Regions from separate parts of the Oryzias latipes genome. Here region 2 is linked to region 1. A link is a contact called in public Hi-C data. All regions are on one chromosome and are shown on one strand. The core of a region is the stretch at or near the end of the contact, and the rest is flanking DNA. Distances in the headings are between cores, read along the strand shown.

What was found. A called contact is a pair of places that touch in the nucleus more often than the background predicts.
Region 2: a contact with region 1 is called in a Hi-C map of embryo, with 1.8 times the contacts expected there. The contact joins the enhancer-like site here to the promoter of cdkn1b in region 1. A contact is called at or near these places in 3 of 5 Hi-C or Micro-C datasets (embryo and fibroblasts).

Annotation. Positions count from the first base shown.
Region 1 is chr6:11,434,462-11,439,266 of ASM223467v1, reverse strand. It overlaps cdkn1b (cyclin-dependent kinase inhibitor 1B), which reads right to left and starts at 1,650. Exons shown (of 3, transcript XM_011476548.3): 1 at 903-1,650; 2 at 572-700. The coding sequence starts at 1,329. The coding sequence ends at 585. It overlaps yars2 (tyrosine--tRNA ligase, mitochondrial), which reads right to left. Exons shown (of 5, transcript XM_004069887.3): 4 at 4,387-4,557; 5 at 1,980-2,967. The coding sequence ends at 2,808.
Region 2 is chr6:11,509,817-11,515,171 of ASM223467v1, reverse strand. All of the region lies in intron 18 of LOC101166715 (potassium voltage-gated channel subfamily KQT member 1-like), which reads left to right. Among protein-coding and RNA genes, the nearest start is that of LOC105354196, 49 kb to the right of the region's middle. Within about 2 kb of position 3,636, at least 2 of the 8 cell types and tissues checked have an H3K27ac peak or open chromatin away from gene starts, as enhancers often do. A contact at or near this core is called in embryo, where this site is marked.

The sequences.
Region 1 (4,805 bases), core at 401-2,900:
TTCTGTTAACTTTTATTTTTACTAAGAAGAGACGAAAATGAACATGGGATTTTTTTTTACTTAAAGATAAATCGAAGTCAAAGTTCCGCTAATTTAACCTTGACTTTTTTTGCCACAACCTTTAAAGGTTCACACCTGACAGCTTAGAGCAGGTTTCTGTGCTCCTTCTCTCTTGTGGGTCATAGTAGACCTGCAGAACTCTCGTACTCTCCTCTGCAGCAGGGAGTGTACATGTCTGCGTGTGTTTCTGCGCGCGCGCGCTCAGAGACCTGCCCCTTCCCGTCCGCGCGGAGGCCACTGGCTGCTGACGTGTTACTACTACACTGTTGTTCAGCTTGTTGTTTACAGTTCAGCAGACGAACATCGGCCGCAAGGAGGAAAAAACTTTTTTTTTTAAAAATTCTTTATTGGCGTGTCATATAAATCCTCTTGGTTTAATAAACAGACTTCACTTTTTTGCGCTAGAATGCGTCAATACAAATAAAAAAAAAAATGATGTAAAATTTAATATCTTTTTTTTTTTTTAAATTCGAGGTTAACAGTTTTTTTTAAATTGAAGTGGTTCGCTCACCGTGTCGCCGTGCTCACGTTGGTCTCTTGGGGCTGGTCTTTCTGGGTGTGTGTTCTGCAGACTGGCTCAGGCTCGGACAGCTAACCTCCTCCGGGCTGGTGTGAGACTTCTTACTTGGGGCCGAAGGGTCTGCAAAAATAAATAAATGAGTAAAATAAACTATATATTACAGAGAGAAAAAAATGGTCGGGGTGCTCAATGTTCTCTGGGATTTTACGGCAGTTTCCCCCGCTTTACGACCCCCTCATCCCGCATACCAGTACCGCGAGCACAAAGCTGCCGCCCGGCGATCTGTTACACAGCAACGGGTCGTTTGATGCTAATGTCATACCGTGACACGCAGGTCTCTTCCTCAGCCCGCCGCACTGCTCCGTGCACTCCATCTGAGCGTCAGAGCGGCTGGGAACTGTCCCGACACAGTCATGATTCCCGTTTAGATCCACATTGTTATTCCCGGGGCAAACGCCTCGTTCTCGCCGCGGCAGGCGGGTGTAGAAACTCGGCAGGTCTCTGGCGTTCACCAGCTCCCACTCCAGCCTGCTGTTGGGCAGCGGTGTGTCAGTCGCGAAGTCGAAGCCCCACTTGGCGGAGGCAGCCTCTTCAAACTCCCGCAAATGTACATTTAAATCCCTCTTTAACTCTTCGTGGTCCACCGAGCCGAAGAGGCTCCTGCAGGCTGACGGCTTCGGGTGTTCCGACACCCGGGGCTCCGTCCTCTCCAAAGTCGGGCTCCCGCTCGAAAGTCGAACGTTAGACATGGTTAAGCCCCCCGGAAAAAAGGTAAAAATTTCAAGCAGCCGGGAGCGTCCAGTTTTCAGGCGAAAAACACACCTCAAGAAGAAAAAAGAAAAGAAAAAAAAGGTATGTCCTCCTAGTCACGGGGAAAGATCCAAAACAGGCGTGAAACGACCATGCGCACGTCGAGCTGGAGGCAAACACGGCTGCGATTTCCTGAGCCGAAGACGGCTTACGCCAATCATCCAAACGACGGGAGAACGAACCAAAGCTCGCTGTCAACGTCGCTCCGTACAGCGGGAAGCGGAGGCGAACCTCTCGGTACCCAATATGGCGATTGAGACATGTAGTGGGGATTGAGAGGGGAGGTTGACTTTGGAGGGAGGGGGAGGAGGGTTACACATGATTGACATACGGAGCCATTTAAAACCCAAGAAGCGCACTCATTGGATGGAGCTCTTTAGACCCGCCCACTTTATTTAAGGTAGACCGAATAATTGCATAAGGCATGCTGTTCTAAACATATTACTTACCTTTTTTATTTTTTTTACAAAGTAAATAAGTTCACACATTTGATGTAACTTAATGTACAAGTTTCAAAAAGTAAAATGGATTAAACATTTTAAGACATCTAAATTTGAAGAAAAAAATTGGATTGCAACCATACAAATAGTGCCAATATGTTCTAAAACACACATATTCAGTATTTATTTTAAACATTTTGGATGTACAGTAAAATTAATAAATACAATTAAAATGGAGTAAAATCCAAAACAAAACTGAAATTGTTGCATCATATTCTTTCAATGGACACTAATAAATGAACCTGTGGTCCTAAATGGAGATAAAGTCCAGTAAGAGGACCCCAAACTGAGCTGATTTAGTAAAAGCCTAATAAACATTTTAATTCTAAAAAATTTTCTTACCGTAACAAAATCTGTACATATATCGGAATTATTGACTGAAAATATTTATATATGAAGTAATAACATATAAAGATGAAAATAAATTTCTGCTATCCTAAAGTCAACTGTTTTTTTCCAGATTTATCATAAAGCTTCTTAGTTTTTACTTTTTATTCACATGCAAAAAAAAATAAACACCCCTAAATGAGAATAGAGGGCAGCTTGATGCTTAAATTGAAAGTGGCGCAGTCGTCTTTAAATAGAACCAAAAGCCTTTTGACAGAAATGATGCAATCTAATTTAGCTGTGAGCAATTATTTACTCAAAGGGTCAGAGCAGGATAGGAGGTGCAGCAGTGTTCACTCAACCACTGTCAAGCCAACAGCGCCCCCTAGAGCTTCATCTAACACACAACTCTGGAAGCACAAATCTTTTAATACCTTTAAATACTAAAGTTGTCTGTACGATTACATTTTTAACAAAGGCCACATGGACTTACAGAGTCACCATTATGAGTCCGCTACAGTCTGCTTTAGTCGCCTACCTTGCCTGTAAGTCCTTTACGGCGTACAGGCACTGCGGTGGGCGGTGCAGCCTCAAAGACCGAGCCACTTGATGATGTAGTAGTTCCTCTTGCCCACTCTGAGCAGAGTGAGTCCGTTGGACAGGACGTGGAGTTTGGGGACGAGAACCTGCTCCGGTTTGTCCGCCCGTGTGTGGTTGATCCACACGGCTCCGTCTGAAACCATCTGGTACCTGCAAGCGAACACGACGGCTCAGTCAGGATCCAAATCCCATTCATTTCAAGTGTTTTCAACCAAACCCAAAGCAGCAGGATAGAAATCTTTGTGTATTTCAACATTTAGTGGATTTGATTCCTCCGACAACATCTAGGGGAAAAAAAGGTTTGGTGGAAATGTGTGAACACAAATCTTTGCACAAACGCTGGTGTTTGTATGTAAAGAAAAAAATAATAATAAAAAGCAACTTTTTGAGACTTTCATGGTAAAGCAAATGGAAAAGTCCACAGAACAAGTTTAGCATAAACATGAATATACATATGTGCACCAAACCAATGTGATTGTTTTTGTCCCCATTTGGTAACAGATTTAATGCTTTGATCGAGTGGGAATCCAGTAGTTGGGCTACAACACATTACAGGCAATTGACTCAAGAGCTATAAAGCCAATAAAAGAGGGACACTGCTGAATTTTAAAGCTATTTTTTTATGTTACGTGTGTTTATTACAGTGACCCTGATGAGCAAATCCAATCAACAAATCAGTCAATGCAAAAACTACATTAGATGATTTGTCTTCGAGTTTCTGATCACAGTCAAAGTTCAGTGGTTGCTCAATCAACTCCACCGCAGTTTTGAGCCAAACATCCTTATGCTTTTCATCTTTAAAACTCAAACATCATCGTCCAATCGGTGATGTCCCATAGTACCTACCTTTTCAGGTTCCATATTTTGTTTCATTTTTTTAACATTTCCTTTTTATTTTTACGTTTTAGTTTGTAGAATTTGTTTTGATTTCTAAAATGTAATCCTTTTTTAGTATTTGTTGTGCTTTTTTAATTGTCATCGTGATCTTTAGTATCTTTTTCCGTTGAGTGATTTGTTGGTGGGATTTACACTTCAGGGCCACCGTAGTTTATTGATGGCATCTTCAATGTCAGCAAATTCTCTCGTTTGTGAAAGGTTGTCGTCAAAGATCCTCTTTTTGCATCAACTTTCACATCTCACTGCTTTGTGAAACTAGTTGATGTGATATTCCGCTGCAACGGGCTACACATCAGTTGTTTTTTAAAGCCTGAACTAAGGCCTCCCTGCAAACATCTTTCCTAGTTCCTCTCCTCTGTGAGAAGCGCTTCGATTTTCCACTCCACTATGTTGGCTTCTCTTTTTTGGGGACGTCTGTTTGCACCTACTCTTCTCAGGAAAATCTTTATGCACAGCTGCATGGAGGTTGTATTGAAACGTACATCCCACAGTTTAAGAAAAAAAAGTCAAACTTGTGCCACATGTGCGTCTAAAATCCACTCCGCTTTTTTTTAAAAATATGGTCCCAGACGAAGACTGTTTTCACATGACTTAACTCGTCCTGGAATCAGTAAAGTGGCTGCAAACTGAAATACTGCAGTACATTTACGACCAGGCAGTGGTAGAGCTCACCCTCTGGGACCTTCAGGGATGGCGCTGACCAGACGGCAGGCATCGATGACGGAGATGCCCGGCTCCAACAGCAGCTCATGGAAGGGAGCCTCCCTGAAGAGCTCCTGGAGCTCCTCATCGCTCATTTCCTCCAAGGCCCGCACGCTGCTATGATACAGTGCATTGGTACACCTGCAATGGAGAACACACACAGATGCAAACAATGGTGCTGCCTGTTTTCTGGAGTAAGAGTTTCTCCCCAGGGAGGCGTCCGGACTAGATGCCTGAGCCACCTCAACTGGCTCCTCTCGATGTGGAGGAGAAGCGGTTCTACTGCGAGCTTTCTGTGGTTTACAGAGTTTCTCGCCCTATCTCTAAGGAAGCGTTCAGCCACTCTACGAAGGAAGTTCATTTAAGCCGTTTGTATTCAGGACCTCTCT
Region 2 (5,355 bases), core at 2,387-4,886, 74 kb before region 1:
ATAAACAGCTATTACTAAGTCATTCTATTTGTCAGAATAACCATTTATGCTCTGATATCTTTTTTTTTTTACCATGTTCTTGCTAATCCTTTTTTTTTACGATATTTTTTCTTTATTGCAAGTTGTTCAAGTTATTCAAGATCAAAATTGATCATGGAGGAGAAAGGAATAATTGTGGTTTGTTCCCTTGAATTCTGTGACACCGAGTCTTCAGTAAATGGAAATAGAGCTGAGAAAGATTTTGGGGGGAGATGTTGGAGATTTGCACCAACACTTTGCATCAAGTCTCTTCCAACTGTAGGTGACAGATATGCGCTAGTAAACAATAGAAAACAAAGAAGAAGCCTCTCTCTGCTCGTCCAGTGTGAACACCATGGGCTAAACACACAGGAATGCTGTTTAGCGTGTTCTTGTACGCACATCGCATGCCCGGTGTAAATGTAAGATAATGGTGACCGGCCACACAAACCTTGCTCTTCCATACCCTTCTTCTGGGCTATTGTTGTCACTCACCACTGTTCCACCATCCCACCACTTTTTTTTTCCATCTCTTTTTTTTCTGTGCACATTTGGACTCTCACTGAAACTCCCCTTTGGTCCTGTTCCATTCACAGCACCTCTCTGCCCTGAGAGCACCCTGACTGTTTAGCAGTGTTTGATAGATATTTGTGTGTGTGCATGTTTGGCTACTACGTGCTCCGCAGGGAGCTGGACAGACCAGACTGGTCTAAACAAAGAGAGGAAACTTGGCAAAGGAAGCGTACGCACACAGACAGACTTACACACAGTTATGTTGCAGAGACCGTGTGGACAGCACTCACAGAGTCTCCCTGCATGTCTGGACTTGGTTCTGGATAAGTGCATGACACAACAACCCTGCATACAGTTTCTATTGTTTACCGTTTTTGATTTTATCTAGCTTGTTGAGTTTCCTCCTACAAATATGTCTTAGAGTGAGTCTCCAAAGTCTCAAAGCTGCACTCCAAAAACAGGGCACCTAGAAAAAGGTCCAAAATTCTAAGAATAAAAAAAAAGGTTATTTTTTACCAATGGGGTAAGAAAAATGGCCTTACCAAGAATTATTATGTTAAGAAAAATATACTAGCCACTATAACATATTTTCTTAGATTATTTTGACAATAAAGAACTTTCTTAAGAAGATAATTTTTCTCACAAGACAGAAATTCTAATTACTTTCTTAAGATTCAGATTTTGCAGTGTCTGCAGATGTGCTCCCTCAGCTCGGTTGCAGTCGTGAACAACTTTTATTATTCTTACAAGGAGTTTATTATAATTCCTCTACTCAATCATTCTCCAGTGTTAAGACTCAAACACACCAAACAGGGGGTGCAGTGGCATCAGCTATTTGGTAATCGAGTAACAGAGTTTCTAATTGTAGCAAGAGAAGTAAAGAGCCTTCAAAATGCATTTAAATTGCTTTTCTTTTCTGCATTGGCTCATACCTGTAACCCGGTGAAGGCAGCTAAGGGGTCAGTAGCTGTGATTACATGTTAAAATTGTTTTGATCGGATCAGAAATCGGATTAGAATTGAACTGTGAACATGGGCTCAGAAAAACTTTGTCCGATTATAACAAACATTTACATTTATTTAATGATTTATTTTTCGGTCGCAATAAATCATTTTGACACGCGCAGAACTCTTTAAAATACCGGAAACGACCATAGAAGAAGAAATAGTGAGTTCAGTTGTAAACAAACAAAGCTGCGGCATCGAGCGAGACGATTTTCTAATCGTACTTTTATTATTGTTATGATTATTTTTAAATGCCTGTTTGCTCATAATTTTCTAAATATGTGCAGCCAGGGTTTCATTTTTGGCCAAACGGACCCGCAAGAAGGGTTAGCCATGGATGAACTTAAGAAATTCTTGCAGGCAATGTCACAATGTCCATCTTGGCTGCATGTAAATATGTGGGAAGAACATCAGTCTTTATTTTTTCTGGACACGATTGGAAACACAAATTCACGTGATTGTTTACATGGGGACTCAGGACCATGCAGAGCTGCATTACTGCACTCAAAAGCCGCCTCCACCAGCTCACACTCCATCCCAAAGCCGCTCTTCTGCTTAGAGTGCGGCAGCTCTCTCACGCAGAGCAGCCGGACGGACTGTAGTCCGAGGCCTTCTCTGGAGAGTGCACCGTGACAAAGCACCCTCCCCTGCCTGCAGGCACAAAGCTACAAGTTCTGCTTCTGTTCTTAGATACACGGTTTGGTCGCACGGAGACGCTGGCCGGTCCCATTCGCGCTCCAAAGCTATCTCTGGAGCGCCACACTATCTACACATGATGTAAAACCAGAGCAGTGGTGACAAACTATCGGAATAAACTGTCGGATTGACAATCTGCATAACCCAACTATCTCGATCGTAAAGAAATTTTGATCCGAACGAATCTGATCGGGGCAGAGTATTCGGAACGGTGTGTTTACATGATGCATTTTTCTTCTGATCAGGCGTTCTTTATGTAACCACAGCTAGTGTTATCGCTCAGTCACTTTGGCACACAATTGAGCCAAGAATGGAACCAACATCCTTCAGAAGAAGAAACTGCCACACCCCGTGGGGCGAACACAGAATTTATTCTACCTCTCTGCCTCAGTCTAAACCATGAAATTTAGAAAAACAAGCCATCCGTCTAAATCCTACAGTAATACATTTAATTTTTTAAACACACATGTTACTATAGATTACCTTTTGATCTCACATGTTTGGTTGAATAGACAGATCTCAATACCACTGCACTTCAGTGAAGCCACTCAGTGTGACCAGACTGTGTTTCTGAAGACTGAGCATTAATTCTTTTCATTAAAGACCCACTCCAATGAAAATGGTGTTTTTTGGTGTTTTTAACATCTTCTTGCTGCTTTTTTCTGATAAAAAGAGGACGAGTATAAAGAAAATTAAGCTTAAAATTCCATATCTGAATATTTCTTTACTCAAATTGTTGTGAATCAGGAGCAGACGAAAAAATGCTTGTATTTTTTTGTAGAAACCATGATGCTCCCTGCTCCCCTCCATTCTGATGCATCCACTTGTAGAGGACTAGATCCATGTAGGTATTAGTTGTCCTTGTCTGAGTAAAATGTATGCGGTGGCTGTGTGACACGGCCTTTAGTAAGAAGGGATCACATTGACCTTAACTAGGATGACCCACTCTGCATCAGTGGCAACAAAGGTCAAGAGTCATAAACTTAAGAAAATCCCATCATTGATGGTTGTAAAATAGTTTCTCATGGGTTGTTAAGGTAGTGGAGTATTTTGTGGTGTGATGAACATGTTGTATTGTTTTTTGCCTTCTTATTAGTGCTTCATGGTCACACCCACATGTCCGCAGACAACCCCTTCTGAGGTTATTTTACACACTATTTTTGGCTTTTCTCTCAGACTTTCTTCGGCATCAAGCAAAAGCGGCTCTCTCACATCAACACTTCCCACCATTGATGTGGTGTCCTGGTGGCTTTTTGAAGTCCGCAGTCTGCAAAGGGTCTTGGCGTGCCGCTGGGAGAGTGATAGTGCAGCAGAAGCAGTGTGCTGTTTGTAGAGCAGCCCAGCATTAAATCATGTTTCGGCTGTGCGTTGGAGATGAAGCCCCTGGCAGCTCCCAGACGGCCTTTGGCTTTGCCTCCCCTCTCCAAGCGCCACTCTCTAATTTCAGGGCCTGGACTCTGCCTACAACTGTGTCTTTACCACATTCCCACAAACCAGAGACGGACAGTCTGCCTGCATGTCTGGGTGCTTGCCCGCCATCTCCCAGTCTCTCTGACTTTCCATCCCTCCCTGTTGTTGTTTCTTTTTATCTTTCTCTTTTTTTTTTGCCTGCTGTCCCAAACCTTTTCTGTGGATCTTGGTCTGTCGTTCCCAAAGTTTGCCCTCTTTCTTCATGTCTGGTTCCGTGCTTTGGGGATTACAGCTCTGCAGTCTCACTGGCAGTATCTAAATCATGTAACACTGCCACTGTCTCTTGTCAGTGGTTTCACTCCAGCCTCCGTCTGCATATCTATAGCTCCCAGTACGAGCCCTCTCATTGGTTGTAAATGCCCCTTTCACGTTTTCCGTTTAATTGCCCCCCTTTCACCGAGCCGGGGGACACATTTTTTTGCCTACGGGTTTTACTGTCTTGGCCCAATATCCGAGCTACTTTGGGTCGCGCCACTAATATACTTCCACACAGACCAGTTCATAACGAGCTCGAAGGTGTGAGCTTACTTTAGCAGGTTTTGATTGGGTCATGAAGCAGGGGTCTGAGTTTTATAGGAACGTGTAGTCCCTCTAAAATCCAGTGCACAGAAACCCTGGTGCCACCTTCCTTTTTCAGCGCTGTTAAATCATCCACTGCATGGAACCATAAACCAGCTGTGAATAATGCCAAGCAGTATAAATTACACCAGAGGCCGTGGGTGTAAATGTCACTGCTGTTAAGTCAAATTTGTGCTCAGGAAACATATAATGGGCAATATGTGTTTGTTTATTATTTAGGTGATATTGTTGGTGGTTGGGGCTCGGGTAGATTTGTTGAGATTAAATTCAGAATTCTACAAAAATGATAAAATTCTGGAATTGAAGTTTACACTTTTCAGGGAATATTATAATATGTTTAATATTTTATTTAATATAATATATTTAAATACTAAAATTTGGATTAAAGGCAAATATATGAGGTGCAAGTAAAAATTCTTAGTTGTATATTTAAAAGATTTCCTGAAAATGTTCAAAACATTCCGTTTACTTGTGTAAAAGTAAAAGTAATGTAAATATTCTGATTTCTGTTCCTGAGCGTTTTCTGAAGAAGTCACCACCGGTACCGGTCCCTGGGACAGTTGGTACCGGGCCACAGAGAAAAATAATTGTGATCATTTTATTTGAGATCTGATTCAGAAAGAAGTTTTATTTTGAAAAAACGAATGGATATTCCCCACCACATCCGACTCATTTTTGATGCATGTCAAGTCGCTCGGTCACGTGTTGAAAATCCTAAAACAGCTGTGCGACCGCTAAATTTGACCCTCAAGTTAGCAGAGTCAACAAAACAAAAAAACGTATTAGACAGTTTCTTTTTGCAGAAAGAGCCAGTACAGAAATAAAAGAGTCGTCGACTTCAAAATAAAAGAAAGCTGCTTTTAACAGACAAAAACCAGGAGTTTTTACTCCAGATAGGACTTTATTGTGACAGTTGTTTCCGCACACCATAATAATAATGTAGTATTTACTAACCAGTTGTCTAAATTTACAAGGACGCAGATAATAAAGTTGCTTAGAAACGTAGTGAATGTTGTTTTTATACTTATCTGTCGCAACTTAAAAGTCGGACAAGACTGAAGTCTGGACACGATTT